2 separate regions of the Hordeum vulgare genome follow, and region 1 is linked to region 2. A link is a contact called in public Hi-C data. All regions are on one chromosome and are shown on one strand. The core of a region is the stretch at or near the end of the contact, and the rest is flanking DNA. Distances in the headings are between cores, read along the strand shown.

Evidence for each region. Hi-C and Micro-C count contacts between places; a contact is called where the count stands out from the background.
Region 1: a contact with region 2 is called in a Hi-C map of leaf, with 2.6 times the contacts expected there. The contact joins the enhancer-like site here to the promoter of LOC123445807 in region 2. A contact is called at or near these places in 2 of 6 Hi-C or Micro-C datasets (leaf and seedling).

What each region holds. Positions count from the first base shown.
Region 1 is chr1H:467,032,578-467,038,264 of MorexV3_pseudomolecules_assembly, forward strand. No RefSeq gene overlaps it. Among protein-coding and RNA genes, the nearest start is that of LOC123445839, 11 kb to the left of the region's middle. Within about 2 kb of position 2,529, at least 3 of the 3 cell types and tissues checked have open chromatin away from gene starts, as enhancers often do. A contact at or near this core is called in leaf and seedling, where this site is marked.
Region 2 is chr1H:466,703,401-466,708,827 of MorexV3_pseudomolecules_assembly, forward strand. It overlaps LOC123445807 (probable anion transporter 2, chloroplastic), which reads right to left and starts at 2,647. Exons shown (of 7, transcript XM_045122810.1): 1 at 1,848-2,647; 2 at 804-1,030; 3 at 41-389. The coding sequence starts at 2,324.

The DNA of each region.
Region 1 (5,687 bases), core at 1,279-3,778, 330 kb after region 2:
TATACACATTGTTAATATTTTGTATGCATTAGAGAGATTTTTATGTACACGTTTAACATTTTCAAAGCCCAGTATTTGTCTTTTGTTCAAACATGTTGTTTTCAGGTTTTTTATTTTTGCATAGACAATTGTATATTTTGTGTATACATCAGATTTTCTTATACATGTTTAACAATTTTTAAATACATACCTAACATTGTTTTTAATATATATATTTTGATGTCTATTATTTACATACACATTGTACATTTTTTGTACACATAAGGAGTAATTTTTATGCATGTTTAACATTTTATAAACACATGATTAACATTTTTTCATATATTATTTTGGATGTATATTTTGCGTACACATTTTTTTTTTAATACGTTAGAAACACGTCTCTATACAAGCTTACGATTTCTAAAGTGTGTGATTAACATTTTCTAAATTCTGTGTGTAAATTGACTTTTATAATAGAAATATTTAGAATATTTAGAAATATAAGGAAAAATATATATGGGAAGAGAATTTGTGGCTCTCGGATGCCACACGCTCCCATATGAATATAGCATTAAAACATATATTATGATTTTTTTAACAATTCTAAAATTTTAGGATTTGAAACATGGATGCCCGTTGTACACCCGTATTTGGTTCGTGGGGAAAGGATGCCCGTGATAATGTCAGTAAAAAGGACAAAATAATATATGTATAGAAAAAAAGTCAGATGTATCATATGTCGGATCGTAAAATCCAGCACAACGGATACCATGGGCGCTCATTCCCCGTAAAAATGAACACGGGTGTACAACAGACACTTAGGTTTGTTGTTTCAGATTTTTTTAATGATTTTTACAATATTACTTTCATATAGTGGTGCGTGATACCCGGGGTGCTCTAATGCATTTCCCATATATGGGCTTACAATCCTTGCAACAACTGTGGGCTGCTAGCTGGTAAGCATACTACGGGCTTCCGTCATGATCCTTCAATCATTCCTGTATTTTTTTTTGCGTAAATTTAATCATTCCCCGAAACTACGATTTTTGAATAAAGTAAACCATGTTTTACCTCTCAAAGAAAAAAAAAAGGCTAAGCAACGTGCTTTGTCGTGAAATCTACCTTCAACCCGGAAGAAACTCATAAAATACTACTCCCTCCGTTTCTAAATATAAGTCTTTTAAGATATTTTACTAGGGGTCTACATACGAAGTAAAATGAATGAATCTACATTCTATAGTATGTCTATATACATCTGTATGTAGTCTTTTAGTAAAAGCTTTAGAAAAAGGTATATTTAGAATAGCACGCCGCATATAGTACTCCCACATGAGCAATTTTACCATCACACGGCGGCAGATGCTCTGCACCACGCTCGCAACGACCAACCGCATCAACCGTCTTCGTCGCCGATGCCAACAACCCAGCGCGAGATTCCCCCTACTTTGTTCCTTCTCCCGAGAACGGGAAACTTGGCCACATTTTGTTTTCCCTCCTCCTCGCAAAGCCACTTTTCTCCGAATAAAAAAGGAGGGGAATCTCCCTCCCCTTGCTGACGGGTCTCTTGTCCTACTTTCTTTCTCCGTGGCAATGGCAATGGAGCTTGCATGCTTCCAAAATCGCGCGTTCGGTTTCCATGTGAGGTCATGTGTTGTGATGGAGGCATCCCTTCGTTTCCCCAAAGAGCAAGCCCGTTTGCCGCTGGATCCTTGCCAAAAGGAGGCGCGGGAAAAGGTTTTCTGCGCTCCGAGTCAAGCATGCGCCTGAAAGAACCTAACACTTTGTCCCGGTCAACAATGAACTTATAATAAATGGACCCAATAATTGTAGACAGCTCGGAATTGACAACGTTTTATTGGCGCAGAGCCATTGCTGACAACTGACGGAACTGGGGTCTAGCGCAAATATAATACTCCCACTGATAGTCTATTTTTGCAGTTCTTTTTAGGTTATCAATAAAATGACTGCATGCATCACTCGATGATGCAGAGGCTGGGGCAACGCCTCATTTTCTAAAAAAAAGTCTATTTTGCAGTAGTAATACAAATACGTACAAGGATGGGCCATGGTCAAAAGAGTTTTCCATTGGGCGAGGGAGGCATTGCTCGATGCTCACGCAGAAATCTTTGCGTGGAGTAGGATAAAAGTACGGAGCGCAGGTCGCGAGGTGCCATGCCGTCATGGGCGTACGATTGGGCGGACGGGTGATTGTTTAAGCCGTGTCTTTGGGAAATGTAGTACTGTATGCAGATCCTAAATGGGCCGTTGATGAGTACGGTGTTTACGTGTCTCCCCGTGGTTAGCCGCTGCTGCTTAGGTCTATTGTCACGACTTGTTAATCAACTAATGATTGGTGCCACGGGCTGTTAGCTGTAAGCAGGGCTCGCCATTGGCCGGAAACACAAGTACGAGCAGCAGATCGTAAAGCCGTACTGCTCCAGTTAAACTAGACCCCACCCCAAGGACCCATCATTTGAGTCCCGGATCTTCTACGCCGCCGCATATAGGAGTGACGTGCAGCCCAGGTGCATCGCCAGCCGCAGCAAATCCGGAGCAGCTTTGTACAACGAGTACAACCGATCTGAAAGGTACACCAGTTCGTCCTCCTCCGGCTCCAAATCGCCCGCTTTACTTTAATTATGAGGGTTCCGGCGAGCGTGACCCTCCTCAATCGCCACCCGACACCGCACAGCGCTAGGGACGAGACAACCAGGATTCCTGCAACCCCACACGTCCGTGCGTCTGAATTATGAAATCGCCGCATGACGGGACGCCCGGCCCGGGTGAGGCTGGTCACAATGGAGAGTAACATAAGGCAGGAAACTACACGCTTTCCTAAACTATGTTCCTACCTTCACAATGGAGAGTAACATGTATGTAGTGTCATGCAACAATGCATTTATTAGGCTATAGACTCATTGTTTCTTGGAGTGTGTAATGTTCCGGTAACTTAGCTAGTTACCACAAGCACCTCTCTCTTCACTAAATACGTGCCACATAAGCAAAGTTGTATTGGAGTGTGTGATGTTACTGCTAAGTTCCTCCCCATTGTGACCAGCCTGAGCTCCTCCCGGTGAACCGTCGCGTCACCGCTCCTCCCCACCCGGTAACATCAGGTCAAGACTTCCCCGCGACGCTTTCACGGAAAATGGTGAAAACCGCACTAGTTCCGAAGTCATCTTCGAATTTGGAAATGATGATAATATGACGAGATAAAAACATGGCTGAAGTCTTCAAAACGACGTAAGAAAATACTCCTACACTTTTACCAAACCGTAGTGTAGCCACCTGTGAGCATGGCAAGCCGAACTACACCTGGATTGTTAAGATCCTAGTAGATAATCACTCTCAATCACACATTCATACAAGGTTCGGCCCGAATCAGAGTTTGGAGAGAAAGAGAGGGAAGGGGATTCGAGAGAGAAGAGCCGCCGCCGCTACAGTCTACTTTCTTCACACCCCACGCAGGAGGGATCGACACTTACTTAACCTAACGAGCGGTGTCCCAGACTTGGGCCGCGAAGCGGCTATTGGGCTTCACTTGTCGACGAGGCCGTTCTGGCCCAGCAGTGGCGACGACCGTTGGAGCGGGGCCACCGACAGTAGGCGGGCCTAGGGAGGCAGGGGTCGTAACACTCCCTCCCCCTTGAGACACAGCTTGACCCCAAGCTGGCGCCCAAGGAAAGTGACGGCGAAGTTCGTCAGTGCCTTCCCAGGTGGCGAAGTCTGGTGGCGGCTCGACCCAGCGCACCAGGATCTGCGGAAACATCTCGGTTGCCTCGTCGTATCACGCGATGCTCTAGGATTTCCTCCGGCTGCGCGCTTGCTGATGTTGTCGTTGGAAGCTGCTGCCGGGCTTGTTTTGTTGGGGGAAGAGCCTGCTACAACTGGTACACATGGAAGACCGGGTGAATAGTGCTTGAAGCAGGCAGCTGGAGTTTGTAAGCCACGACGCCAATGCATTGGATAATCTTGTAGGGGCCGAAGTAACGGAAAGCCAGCTTCTGGTTGAGCGTTGTGGCGACGGAGCGTTGCACATATGGTTGAAGCTTGAGAAATACCCAGTCATTGACAGCGAAAACCCGATCCGATCGACGCTTGTCTGCCGAATCCTTCATGGTCTCACGAGCTCGAAGAAGATGCTGGCGAATTAGGGTTGTCATTTGCTCGCGGTCCCGTAGCTAGTCTGCCAAATCTGGGGATGCGCAGGCGACATGATCGATGATGTCGAAGTGTCGTGGCGCATGCCCATAGAGAACTTCAAAGGGAGTAGTGCCCAATGCAGAGTGCGGGATGTATTGTACAAAAACTCAGCCAGTGGTAACCAAGCATAACATTTGGTGGGGCAGGCATGGACAAAGCATCGAAGAAATGTCTCCAGGCATTGGTTGACCCGCTCTGTTTGTCCGTCTGTTTGAGAGTGGCGCGCCGTGCTCATCCGCAACTTGGTGTGGGTCAGTCAGAATAGCTCCTTCCATAAGAGGCTCGTGAATATTGGGTCACGATCCGAGACAATAGACTCCGGCAGTCCATGTAGTTTGTATTTGTGTGCGACAAAGGCATGTGCAACTTGGAAAGCGGTGAAGGGATGGGACAAGGCAATAAAATGGGCACACCGAGAGAACTTGTCGACGACCACCAATATAGAGTTTCAACCAGAGGAGCAAGGAAGGCCCTCAACGAAGTCCATTGTGATCATTTGCTAGGCTTGTGTTGGTACAGACAGAGGTTCTAGGAGGTCGAATACTTCTTGATCCAGTGGATCCACGGGGACGATGAAATCTTCATCTCCCAAGCTATCTTCCTCCTCGACTGGAGGGATGTATTTGTTGTCTTTGGAATCGTCCAGATCCTCGGGCTTATCTAGATCCATGTAGCCAAGTGAGTCGGGGTTGTATTCGAGGTGTGCAGGTTCTAGGGATTCTACGTGATTTTTTGTATCCCCGAGGGTGGGATTATCTCCGGTTTTCGCATTACTCTCCTTGCCCTTACGAGCTTTAGGATTTCTGCGCTCGCGACGGTGCTTGACAGATTCATCGCCATTGTTTTGGACCAGGGCATCATTATCACTTTTCCCTGTAGCGCCATCGTCCCTGGGGGTGTGTATCATGTAGACGTCGTACATGGAGGCGGCGATCCATCGTCCCATTGCGGGAGGACTAGGTGATCTAATAGTGTTTCAATATCTTCGGCTTCCTCTGAGGAGAAGTCTAACAAATCGCTTAGATCTTTGATAGTGGCAATGAAGTGGGTGGTGGGTGCGGAATAAGGTTCCCCGCATCTAGTCTCGGAGCCGGAAGGATCCTGGATCGGGACCAAACCATTCGAACTATCCGTGGCTTGGGTTCGGGTCATCGACTCGTTTGACAACGAGAGCTTTACTGGACTAGTCCTCACGGGTCTCGCGGAGTTGAGCTCCGGTGCTTCAGCATAAAAAGTGTGTTCGCTCAAGGTTACCCTCAGGCCTTCGAACACCATGGTCAGATCCTGGCTCAAGGCCACGTCAGGAGTAGATTCTGTCTCAGACTCGAGTTCGGGGAGAGGCCGCGAAGTTAAGGCGTCCCGAAGTTAAGGCTTCAGAGTTTTCAAGCTCTTCGGCCAAAGCTTAGACCTCGGAGAGGATCAAATCGCCTTGGGCGTCGGTGACGTACTCCAAATCGCTAAATTTGAATCCCTGTCCCGGGGTGAACCCGTTGATCTGGTGA
Region 2 (5,427 bases), core at 1,397-3,896:
GTATCTCAAAACTTCAGTTCTGCTGGTCGGTCATTCTTACCCAGTTATTTATCACATTAGCTACAATGATGGCCCACATTTCCATCTTTGAGAAAACTTCTCTTAAAGATGGGGATTTGCTGCCTTTGACTTTTGATTTACTTCGTCCAGCTAGAATTAGTTGCAGCTCAGATTTGCTTATAGTACGGCTGTCGATAGGGTCACTTTCTACATTCAACAGCCATACAGAGAGCCACAAGTAACCAAGTGATGCGAAGAAGGCAAATGTTCCGGCGAGGCCTATATGTGACATGATGATCGGTGTTGCCAGGAAGCTTACGACGTTTCCAAGATGGAATCCTCCCATGGAAAGGCCAACAGCAGTGGCACGTTCATGTGTTGGGAACCACCTGTTTCATGTTCAAAAATGAAATTAAGAGCCTGAACTGAAGTTAAGTTTGATTGCATCAATATATGTAGTGAATGTTTCATTTTCTGTAAGTAATTGGTTACTGATATGATCATTGGCCAACATACCCAAAAGTATAACTATGAGACAAAGCATACTTGAATGCAGAGCTAAACTAATTCTTCTAACACCATATGTTTTACTCCCTCCGATCTAAATTAATTGCTGCTGCTTTAGTACACTATTGTGATTGATCTCAAAGAAGTAGATTATATCGGCTTATGTTGCTCCAAGCGTTGGTGAAGGTTACTGCTTTTGTCTGCTCTGCTTTAGGCATCTGAGATTACTGTTGCTTGGAGCAGAGTACTTAAATGTCCATGCTGAGTAAATTCAATGGGTGATATGAGCTACTTACTTTGGTAAGAAAGTGCTCATCGTCGGAAATGCAACACCTTCTGCAACGCCAAAAAGCACACGAACAGCAAGCAACATAGTGGCGGATTGAGAGGCGGCCCATGGAGTGAGGAAAGTGGCCAAGGACCAGAGTGCAGCAGCACCTGCCATCACCTTCTTCCCCCCGTATCGGTCCGCCAAAGCTCCTCCAACCATGGATGAGAAAACATACCCCCATAGAAATGATGACTGCAGCAGTGGTGGGAAAGTTTAATCTCGAGTCAATCAATCGGAACATCAACAATCATGCACTAATGGATATCAATAATTTTCTGTGTTTTTCTCGTCTAGTTACTCATGCTTAATGGTTGTTAAAAATGCTGAAGTATTCGAATCTCCAACCACAATATGCATGCTGCATTAGTTCATATATCATATCATCATACACTTGCTGAATGACGTCTAGTAATGGTTGTGCAATGGTGTTTAAGCCTTAAGGAGTAGCAACTGATGCAATCAATCTTTCTGGTCCCAGTAACCAGGTATTGAGGTAAACAACAGTCAGTGGTGTTGTAATGATCTGATACAGTTCATGTAGCATATCATCCATCAGATTGGATGTTTCAAGTGTCCAATTGTCAAATTTAAACATTGTACTTATAAATCAGGAAACAATAGCAGCTCAAGTTGCTGACTTATCCCCATGTACTGCTTGCTAATTTTTTGGCTTCTGTCGCAAAATCGACCCTTGAAATATCCTATATGAAGGCCCCTGCAAGAACCATATTGTATAGACATGTGTAGCACGAGCTCGTGGTGTTAACTTGGTTCCATCAGGCAGCCTGGCTTAAAAGAATGTAATGCTTCGGTCGTTCCCATGGCTCAATCTGAAGTTGATACATCATGCATAGTGGACTTTTGGTATAAGAAATGTATACTCAACTAATGGTTGGAACCTTTTTGTCATTACCGAGTTCTTGCTTAAGGTCAGAGCAAAATGACCCTCACTTTACTTTCTGCTGATGTTGAGGCGTAAATTAACATGGCAAGGAGTGGGCGGGCGTACCTGGACGATGCCGACGAAGGAGCTGGACCAGCCGTGCTGCGCGGCGAGCGGCACGACGGCGACGGACATGACGACCCGGTCGGCGTTGCAGAGCAGCATGACGGCCGCCACGAGCGCCACAACCTTGGCCCGCTCGGGCAGCGCCGGCACGCTGGCCACGGCGGCGGCCGCGCCGCCATGGCGGACCCCCTCCAGGCTGGCGCTGCACGTGGCGACGACCTCCCGCCCGCCCCGCCTCCTCGCCCTCCCGCCATCCCCAACCAAACCGACAACGGCGTCGCCCCTGCCGCTGCTACTGGCAGTGGCACAGCCGACGCCTCTGCCGCAGCCATCCGCGGCCGAGCCCAACGAAGAAGAAGAAGAAGCGGATATCCGCAGCCTTGTCGGCTCCAGGCTGACGGCCCCGACCCTGGCGGATCTGTACCTGGCCGGGCCAGCGGCCGGCTTGACGGACACGCAGGATCTCACCGACGCCATGATCCGCGCGAGGAGGTGACTGGAGCTGACCGGGCGTGCTCAGAGAGGCGGAGCAGAGACCGGAAGATGCTTGGTGTATGCCATGGTAATTAAGGAGTACGAGGCAGACAAGTGGTAGTACGATTGACCAACTGGGTTGGTTGGTGGTATAAATTTGGGACCTCGGGGAGGACGAAAGGTGGTAGGTTGCGGATCCCAGAAGATGTGGGAGCGGGCGGGGTTGTTAGCTAGCGCTGATCGGCTAGGGGGGGAATGGTCAAGGCAATTGCTGCTGGGTGGCGCCGTCGCGCGGCCGGTGCGGTGGGCACCTACCGTGTGCCGCGCCGAGTCGCCACCTACCCGGCTGGCGCCCGAGCCAAAGCGGCGACGCGAGGAGGAGGAGGAGGAGTCAGGGAGCTCGATGGCGACCGCTCCATGAGAAATTGAGAATGGAAAACAAGACTGCTAACCAAGACTGGACTGGGCCAAATTCACCGTTTTGACTCTCTTTTTTATAGTTTAGCCCGATCCAAATCCGTTTATGAAAAAAAAATCGGATCTAATTCTTTTCTATCGTTGTGCCGATAGACATACACTCTATAGGGTCACTTTGTGTGGCGATATAGTTTCGGTTAACGCAGACGGCATCGTTTGATCCTGCTGACGTGGATAAATAGGTACCATTATAGAAAGTGACGGTAGGGTGTAGTTTTCTATCGTCACAACATGTGACAGTAGGGCGTTTACACACTTAATTTTTCTATGATGGAATTGACTATCTGAACACCCTACCGCTACCTGTTGCGATGGTAGGCATATACATCCTACTATCATTTCTTATGACAGTAGTCACTTATTCACATCAACGGAGTTAAAAGACGTCGTATGTGTTGATCCGAACCCTACCGCCACATGAAACGGTAATAGGGGGTGTATGTCTTTCGTCATAGCGGATGACGGTAGGAAAAAATTAGATAAAAAAATTATAAACAAAATTAGATCTTGCTAAACTATGTCAAAAGAATTAAAACAGTAAAATCGTCCACTAGACTGTTGGTCCTAGATGTTGACATTTCAGATTCAGGGCAGCGGTGCGCCTGGTTTTAGAAACAGGCTCGGTTTTGCTTTGGGCACCAAACGCAACTTTCAAACGCATGCTATTTTTTTTAGGAAAGGAGGCCCATCTCCGCCTTCTGCATCAGAAAGATGCAAGATCATCTTTATTTAAAGTGCTGAAAAAATCTACAGTTCAGTACAAGTTTATGAAGAGCTGAAAATTCAAAAGATAAATAGCGACAACCGACGTACAATAAGACTAGAAACCTATCCGGTTATTCTATTATTAGACCGTCATCAAAACCGATTGAAAATATCCTGAGCTATCATCTTTCATTGGATAGATCCAATAGCCAAAGAATCTCTGTTCTCCGCAGTAGTGAGTAGCGAACAAGTACGGATCAAAGACGTTGCCCTATGCAAAACCAGCAAAAAATTGATTTGATATTTCCCGTTAAAGATCATGTCATTCTTACAGTTCCATATAGCCCACAGTAACGCACAAACTCTTATGTGAATCTATCTCTCCGTACAGATATCTACTCCGCCTAGCCACGTCCCAAACAACGACTGAATGCTAGTTGAAGGCGTGATATTAAAGGCTATATGGATCGAACTCCATAATAATTTTGCCAGCGGGCGATCGAAAAAGAGGTGTTTGATCGTCTCAGACTTATCACAGAAGCTACATCTTTTGTTACCAGCCCAATTAAGCTTAGCCAAATTATCCTTAGTAAGAATCACTTTCTTGTGAACGAACCACATGGAAATTTTGATTCTTAAAGGCACTTTAATCTTTTAATTATGAATCAATTTTGGGATTGATCCAGAATCAATGAGGTCTAAGTACATCGTTTTCACCAAAAAGATGTCATTTTTTGATAGCTTCCAATGAAGTCTACCGGCCTCGTCTAATAAGGTGACCTCCATTAGCCTCTTGACTAGATCAATCCAAGCAATCCAACGACCTCCCCTCAAACTCCTTCAGAACTGAATATTAAGAGGAACAAATTGTAAAATAGTAGCAACATAAGCCTCCTTATGCTGCACAATATTATATAGAGAAGGATATTGCATGGCTAATGGCGTCTCCCCCAACCACGTGTCCTCCCAAAACCTTGTAGTCTCCCATTCCCGACGATAAACTTAGACCTATGAAAGAACGCCGCCTTCGTTATCATTAGACCTTTCCAAAAGGGTGAATCGTTGGGCTTCAGAGTGACTTGAGCCAAGGTTTTAGCATGTAAATATTTATTTCTCAGTATTTGTACCCACATGCTTTCAGACTCTACCGACAGTCTGTATAACCATTTGCTAAGCAAACATTTGTTCTTGACCTTCAAATTCTCGATCCCAAGACCCCCTTGCTCTTTGGGTCTACAAACAATGTCCCACCGAGAAAGTCTGTATTTTCTTTTGACCTCGTCACTTTGCCAAAAGAAACGGGATCAATAGAAGTCCAGCCTTTTCCGTACCCCAACTGGTATCTCAAAAAAGGAAAGAAGGAACATTGGCATGCTCATGAGAACTGAATTAATCAGGAACAACCTTCCCCCGTCAGACAATAACTTGCCTTTCCAGCAACTTAGCTTTTTCTTGAATCTTTCTTCAATACACTTTCATTTCTTGTTTGATAACTTCCGATGATGTATTGGTATGCCTAGATAACTGAACGACAAGCTACCTAAAGCACATCCAAACAGTTGTTTGTACGTATCCTCTCTTCTTTTGCTTTCCCAAAGCAGAACAGTTCACTTTTGTGAAAATTAATCTTTAACCCAGACAGCTGTTCAAACAAACAAAGGACCAATTTCATATTTTGGGCCTTTGCAACATCATGTTCCATGAACAAAATAGTGTCATCAGCGTACTGTAAAATGGACACACCGTCATCAACTAGATGTGGAACAAGTCCTCCTACCAAACCTTCCTGTTTTGCTCTCCCAATCAAAATTGCCAACATATCTGCAACTGTATTGAAGAGGATAGGGGTCATTGGATCCCCCTGCGGCAGCCCTTTATGCATTTGGAAATAGTGCTCAATGTCGTCATTGACTTTAATTCCAAT